Regions from separate parts of the Mus musculus genome. Here region 2 is linked to region 1. A link is a contact called in public Hi-C data. All regions are on one chromosome and are shown on one strand. The core of a region is the stretch at or near the end of the contact, and the rest is flanking DNA. Distances in the headings are between cores, read along the strand shown. Region 1 has its middle 13 kb from the start of Gm31363. Region 2 has its middle 15 kb from the start of Gm3716.

Evidence for each region. A called contact is a pair of places that touch in the nucleus more often than the background predicts.
Region 2: a Hi-C map of epidermal suprabasal cells shows a contact between it and region 1, with 4 times the contacts expected there. The contact joins two enhancer-like sites. A contact is called at or near these places in 1 of 39 promoter capture datasets (the SN4741 cell line), 1 of 15 datasets of contacts at CTCF or cohesin (the NIH/3T3 cell line), 2 of 484 Hi-C or Micro-C datasets (epidermal suprabasal cells and urothelial organoids) and 1 of 115 datasets of contacts at active chromatin or transcription factors (pancreatic cancer cells).

The regions. Positions count from the first base shown.
Region 1 is chr5:64,437,496-64,440,371 of GRCm38.p6, reverse strand. No RefSeq gene overlaps it. Among named protein-coding and RNA genes, the nearest start is that of Gm31363, 13 kb to the left of the region's middle. Within about 2 kb of position 1,516, at least 52 of the 459 cell types and tissues checked have an H3K27ac peak or open chromatin away from gene starts, as enhancers often do. A contact at or near this core is called in epidermal suprabasal cells, where this site is marked.
Region 2 is chr5:64,624,572-64,627,447 of GRCm38.p6, reverse strand. No RefSeq gene overlaps it. Among named protein-coding and RNA genes, the nearest start is that of Gm3716, 15 kb to the right of the region's middle. Within about 2 kb of position 1,392, at least 100 of the 459 cell types and tissues checked have an H3K27ac peak or open chromatin away from gene starts, as enhancers often do. A contact at or near this core is called in epidermal suprabasal cells, where this site is marked.

The sequences.
Region 1 (2,876 bases), core at 267-2,766:
TCGTCTCTTGTCAGTCACCTGTGTCACCGCGGCACGCATCTCCTTTGTGTTTCCTGAGTGTTTTTCTTGGTCATTTGCCTAATGCTCTCTGAGCACCTCTGTGTATCTGTCTTGTTCCCAACTATTCAGCACAATGTCTGAGCTTATTATGTTTTGCAAGAGAGATGAGAAAAGACTGGGGATTAGAACAGGTGACTCTCATGCTACAAAGGATTGTGCGGCCACTGTAGAGATTTAGGGAGTGTTAATAAGGGCGGGGGGGTGGGGTGGGGACAACCAGGCATAGGGGTATTATTGCCTGTAATACCAGCACTTGGTAGTCGAAGGCAAGAGGATTAGAGGTTCAAAGCCAGCCTTTGCTCCAGGCTGGCCTGAACTACATGAGACCTTTTTGTTTGTTTGTTTTAAAAGAGAGAATGGAGAGGAAAGAAATGACAGGAAGAGAAAAGGAAGGAAGCAAAGAGGAAGGAAAGACAGACAAAAATTGGCATCATTTCTAAATCATGTTTGATCATCTTTAATGATTTCATGGTGATCTTACACATCCACTTTGGTGTGTGTTCGTGTGTGTGTGTGTGTGTGTGTGTGCGCATGTATGCCTCTATGCATGCATGTTCATGCATGTGTGCATGCATGTAACTAGAATGAGATGGTAGACTTGCATATCTCAAAACACATTTAACATGTTATTAAAATTCTTTATAACATTTAGTTTTTAACAGTCAGCACTTTTGTTTTGTTTTTTAACTACTTTTTTGCACTCAGTTTGCGGGCCACTTGTATCTTGGAGCCATTACAACAGATTTTACAAGGAGTATCTTTTCTTCTCTCTTTTTAATTTTTTTACTTTTATTTTTGAGACAGCATTTCTCTGTGTAGCCCTGGCTGTCCTAGAACTTCCTCTGTAGAGCAGGCTGGCCTTGAACTCAGAGATCCATCTATCTCAGCCTCCCAAGTACTGAGATCAAAGGGGTGTGTCACAAAGGCCTGGCTAAGGAGATGTCTTTTCAGGCATAGCTTAGAGGCTCGTCCTGTAGCTTACAGTCTTTGAAGTCAAATTGCAAGTCAATGAGAGTGGTAAAAATGTGGAAGAAACCGAAGTGATGGCTCACTTCTGTCATCCCAGCATTTGGGAGCTTGAGACAGGAAAATCATGGGGGTTCCAAGCCAGCCGGAGCTATACAGCAAGACTCTGTTCAACGAATAAACAGAAAGGGAAATGTCTATTTTAGTTTTGTTCCAGGAAGTTATCCATCTACTTTGAGTTTTCTGAGTGACCTTCATTAGGACATCCTACATTATGTAGATTGAATTCTGTGTCCTTCTTTCTCAGGCCTGAGTCATTAACCCCAAGGTCGCCAGGCAAACAGGTGCACTCTTTGAATGAATCACCCAGCACAGATTTTTTTTTTTTTCTTCTATCAAAATCCCCAGCAAGCTTGGCGCTTCTCGTGCCCAGTTCCCCTCTGTCTTACCCATGGATGCTTACAGCTTGCCCTTCCTGTTTTCTGCCTCCTGAAAGATGTGTGTGCTTTGAATCACACTGCCCCACGCTGCCAGCTCTCATCTGTTAGATCCTGTCCTTAAGTCCAGGGGCATTTTCCACTGACAAGTCTTTCATTAGTTTCTCTCTCCAAGGGGTTGTAACACCTTGTCATCTGATCATCCTGGCCAATCTCCCGCAAGACGATCGTATCATACAGATCATTAATAAGGATGAAGTGTGTGCACCCTGAGTGAGTGAGCTCCCAGCCCCGCCCGGCACTCCACCCTGCGTCAGTTTCAGCCCTACGCATCCTGACACTTCTGTGCTTTCTAATTTCAGTTCACGTGACCAATAGTGACTTCACGAGCTGTACTCTGCAGTCAGAATCTCCTGCAGGGCCTGCATCCCTGTCACACCCCTGATCCCCCTTCCCCACCCATAGATGCCCTGGATGACTTGCTACAACTGGACTCCACCGGGTTTAGGAACCTTGTTGGGTAAGCACAACAGGAAACCTTGAGATAGGAAGTGAGTCAGGGAGAGCTCTCTTAGGGTCCTCTATAAATGTTGTTACAGGATGGCCATTGCTTCTTTACAAGGCAGCCCCTCCCCCAAGCCCCCAAATCCACTCCATCCTTCTCAGCCCCGGGGATGGTAAGAGCCCTATTGGATATCACTCAGACTTTCTTCCACCCTCTGGTGGCTTTACTACACCCTGGTCATTCTTATAAGACATCCTTTAAACCCTCCTGAACTGAGCCAGCGTGAACATGCCATCAGCTCCTCACTAAAATTCTGATGGATACACTACAGCATCTGACCAGCCCCAGGCTAATGCCACTGCAGGGCTGGGCTGGCCACCACACCTGCCACCTCTGCTCCCAGACATTCAACACTGCTGCCAAAACCCTGTGGGCACCCAGCCTCCCTTCCTCTCAGATCCACAAATGCTCGGCGATTTTGGAGTTCTTACATTTGTTAATATAAAAGGGCTTTGAAATTCTCCTGGCAAGAGCAGACTTTTAGTGTTCCAGTATTTTCCATGTATTCACTTAACAAATATTTGTTGAACTCCTCCCATGTGCCAGACACCGAGCTAGACGGCAAGCACACATCTGTGGGCAAAGCAGACTCCCATAAGGTTGTGGGAAGGAAGCCGCAGAAAGTGCTGGCATGTCACGATGGCCTCCTGCAACACAGGGCCTGAGGAATGTGTCCCCAATGGAGGATGTGCCAGTTCCTACTGGGGTCTTATCTTCAACAGGTCATGATGTCCCAAAAGATCTTCTGTACAAGAATATACAAAAGCAATTCTCCCTCCAAAAGTTTCCTTTAGCAAGTGTGTGGCAGGGGGACCAGCTTCCATTTCATCAGCTTCAGGAACTAAGGG
Region 2 (2,876 bases), core at 143-2,642, 190 kb before region 1:
ATTTTCGGGTTGTTAGGTCCACATACAGCTCAATCCAACTTAAAGGATGGAGAGTAGTCAAGGACAGAAAGACTGACAGAAAGATGTTCCCTAGCATCCTCTGGGGATCTATCCCTGGGCGAGTTAAATTCACTGAGGAGCTTGGCCAAGTCTCTGACATATTGTGATTTTTTTTCTCCTATTCATAAAAACTAGAACCAAAGACTGAAAGCATGGTGGCAAAGAGTTCTTTTATTTATTACATTAATTTTCTTGTATGTGTGTGCAAGTATGTATTATGTACGTAAGTATGTATGTATGCTTGTATGTATGTATGTACATGTGTGCATACACCTATGGAGTATCTTCATTATGTAGCTTCCTCTGACAATCCACCTCTTTTCGCCTCCTCACACCTCCACAGCAGATTCTTTCCCAAAGAAACCAACGAATTCTTTCAGAAGAAACTTGGGTTCTTGCTATCGAGGAAGAACTTACTGCTGTTTCTGGTGTTTTTAAGGAAAGGTTGAAAAACAGTAGATAGGGGGCTCAGGAAGGAAAGAACTCTGACTACTCAGGAGCTAGAAGAGAGCTAAGCTACTCAACAGCCCTTGCAGAGATGGAACTGGAGCGGTCTTATACCCTGCGGGTGGCTGTCGAAGGTCCAGAGCCACGGCAAAGCCAGATTGAGAAGTGGACTGGGAAGAGAGACCCTTGGACTCCGCAGAAGGAGCAGGGAGTTCAACAGAGGGGTCAGGGTGTGGCATGGGATCAGAACCAGGTGCCTGCTGTGGTTTCCTCTGACACACCCTCCTGAGCCAGGTGCAGCCACTTCTCTGCCAGCACCTGCAGGACCTGGGCTGGCTGAGCCAAGACCGGGTCCCACCCCAGCGGGAGGTTTGCGAGGCGCTTCTTGCCAGAGGCAAGCGTTGGCTCCCAATCAAGCTCTTCTCTGTACTTCCCTTCCTGGTCTGCGCCCAGCCTGTACAGCCGCTCTGTGAGCCACCCCCACCTCCAGCTGCCTGCTCTCTTTACCTCAATCCAACCCAGACCTAACCTATTGCCTACAGACTCCAACGCTTCTTCCTCCAGGATGAGAGCTAGGGAGGATCTTGAGTTTCAACTCAAAAAGCATAGGGACAAAGCCGTGACACAGGCGACTAGGAGAATGGTTCTTTTTTTGCAATCTCATTCAAAATCCAAGAAGATAAAGAGTTGGGTGGGGGAGCCACTGGGTTCTTCAATCTTAACCACTCTTAGTCCCAGAAAAGGGAACTAAAAAGAATAGGGGTCTGCTAGGGTTCTGAGGGCACCTATCCCAAAGGCGCGCTTGCCCCAGTGATGTAAGTTTCTGATAGCGAGACTTCTCTCTCCCTGGCACTGGGAGTGTGTGCTAAATCCGGGCAAGGGTTAACCACTTCAGGAGATTAGATCAAGGTTGGGTTTAACTTTTACACAAGACGCTGGAGGGCATGTCTTAACTGTTGAGGTGCATTGTGAATTTAGAGTTTGGGTGTGGAAGCTCAGCCTCCTTGTTTTATAATCTACACAGGTGTGCAGGGGACTTCAAAGCCAGTGCCAGAAGGAGGTCGTTGGTGGTGGGGGGAGGGTTGGGGTGGGGATGGGGGCGTACAAGCAATAGCAATCCCACAGAGCAGCTGCTAATTCAGCTTTTGCCAGCCTGGCTTTGCCATTGATTTTGAAATCCCAGCATCTTTCTATAAGAGCCCTTCTCACTGAAGAAAATGGGGACTTTCCCATCCAACTGTGTGGTTTCAGATCTGAAAACCCTTCGCTAAAAGTGACTCTAGTAGAATGTTTGCCTAGGCAAATTCAGCAGGATATTAGGTTAGGTCACAGAGCCCACCACACTGGGTAATTCTGGGCCTGGCATGGCATCTTGTGGTAACACTAGCCATCAGCTGGAATTTCATAATGGAGAATATATGGAGCGTGTGGTCGGGTTAGCCTTGCTTCCATCCTGCAAACTCAATTACATTAGTGACTATGGCGTCCCCTTTTATGAGAGAGTGATGCTCTCTAATTGATCAATGTTCAGTAGGGCAAACACTTGGAGTTGTATTTTTTCCCCTCAATGTTATTGGGGTTGATAACTATTACCATACTGGGGGCAAACCCCTCCTTCCAAATGCTGCTGTGGAATTTTATTGAAAGCTGAGGGGGTGTTTATGCAGTTACCCTCTGGCTTCTTTTCCTCTTTAGTATTTTCAATGATTTGTGGCCCATGAATCACCGAAAATAAAGTTTTAAAACCCCCCAGAAACCAGTGGAAACACTTAGCACATTTCACACTAATTATACCCACCCCACTCCAGATCCCAAATGTTCATTGCTCTCAATTTGTCTACTTTTTTTCATTCGTTGACAATTTGGAAAGGTCCAGATTCAACTGCCTGTTCTGAGGGTAGGGTAACTGAAAGTCACTTCAGTAAAGGGAAGTCCTATTAGTTTTGGTTCAACCAGTCTCTCTCTTCCTCAGAAGATGGGAGCAATCCTTTCCACCCCCATTTTCATAGATTCACACATTGTTTAGATTCCTTAGATGTCTTCACTTTAAAGAAAGGTTATTTTAAATACTGGGACGTTTTTTCATGGAAAAATATATTTTAATATGATTTTTACAAATCAGAAAATGTAGAATGGTTAACGTAAACCCGGAGCCCTGGGGCACCCACCTTCAGACACTTTGTATCTTCCACGGCTTGCCACGAAGCTAATGACCTTCTTACTAGCAAACACCACACATAAAAATAAATAATAAAGACAGTACTTTGTGTAACCCAGGCTAGCCTCAAACTGTTTCTATAGCCGAGGATGACCTTACACTAATCTTCCTGCTTCTGCCTCTCAAATGCCAGCGTTACAGGCGTGTATCA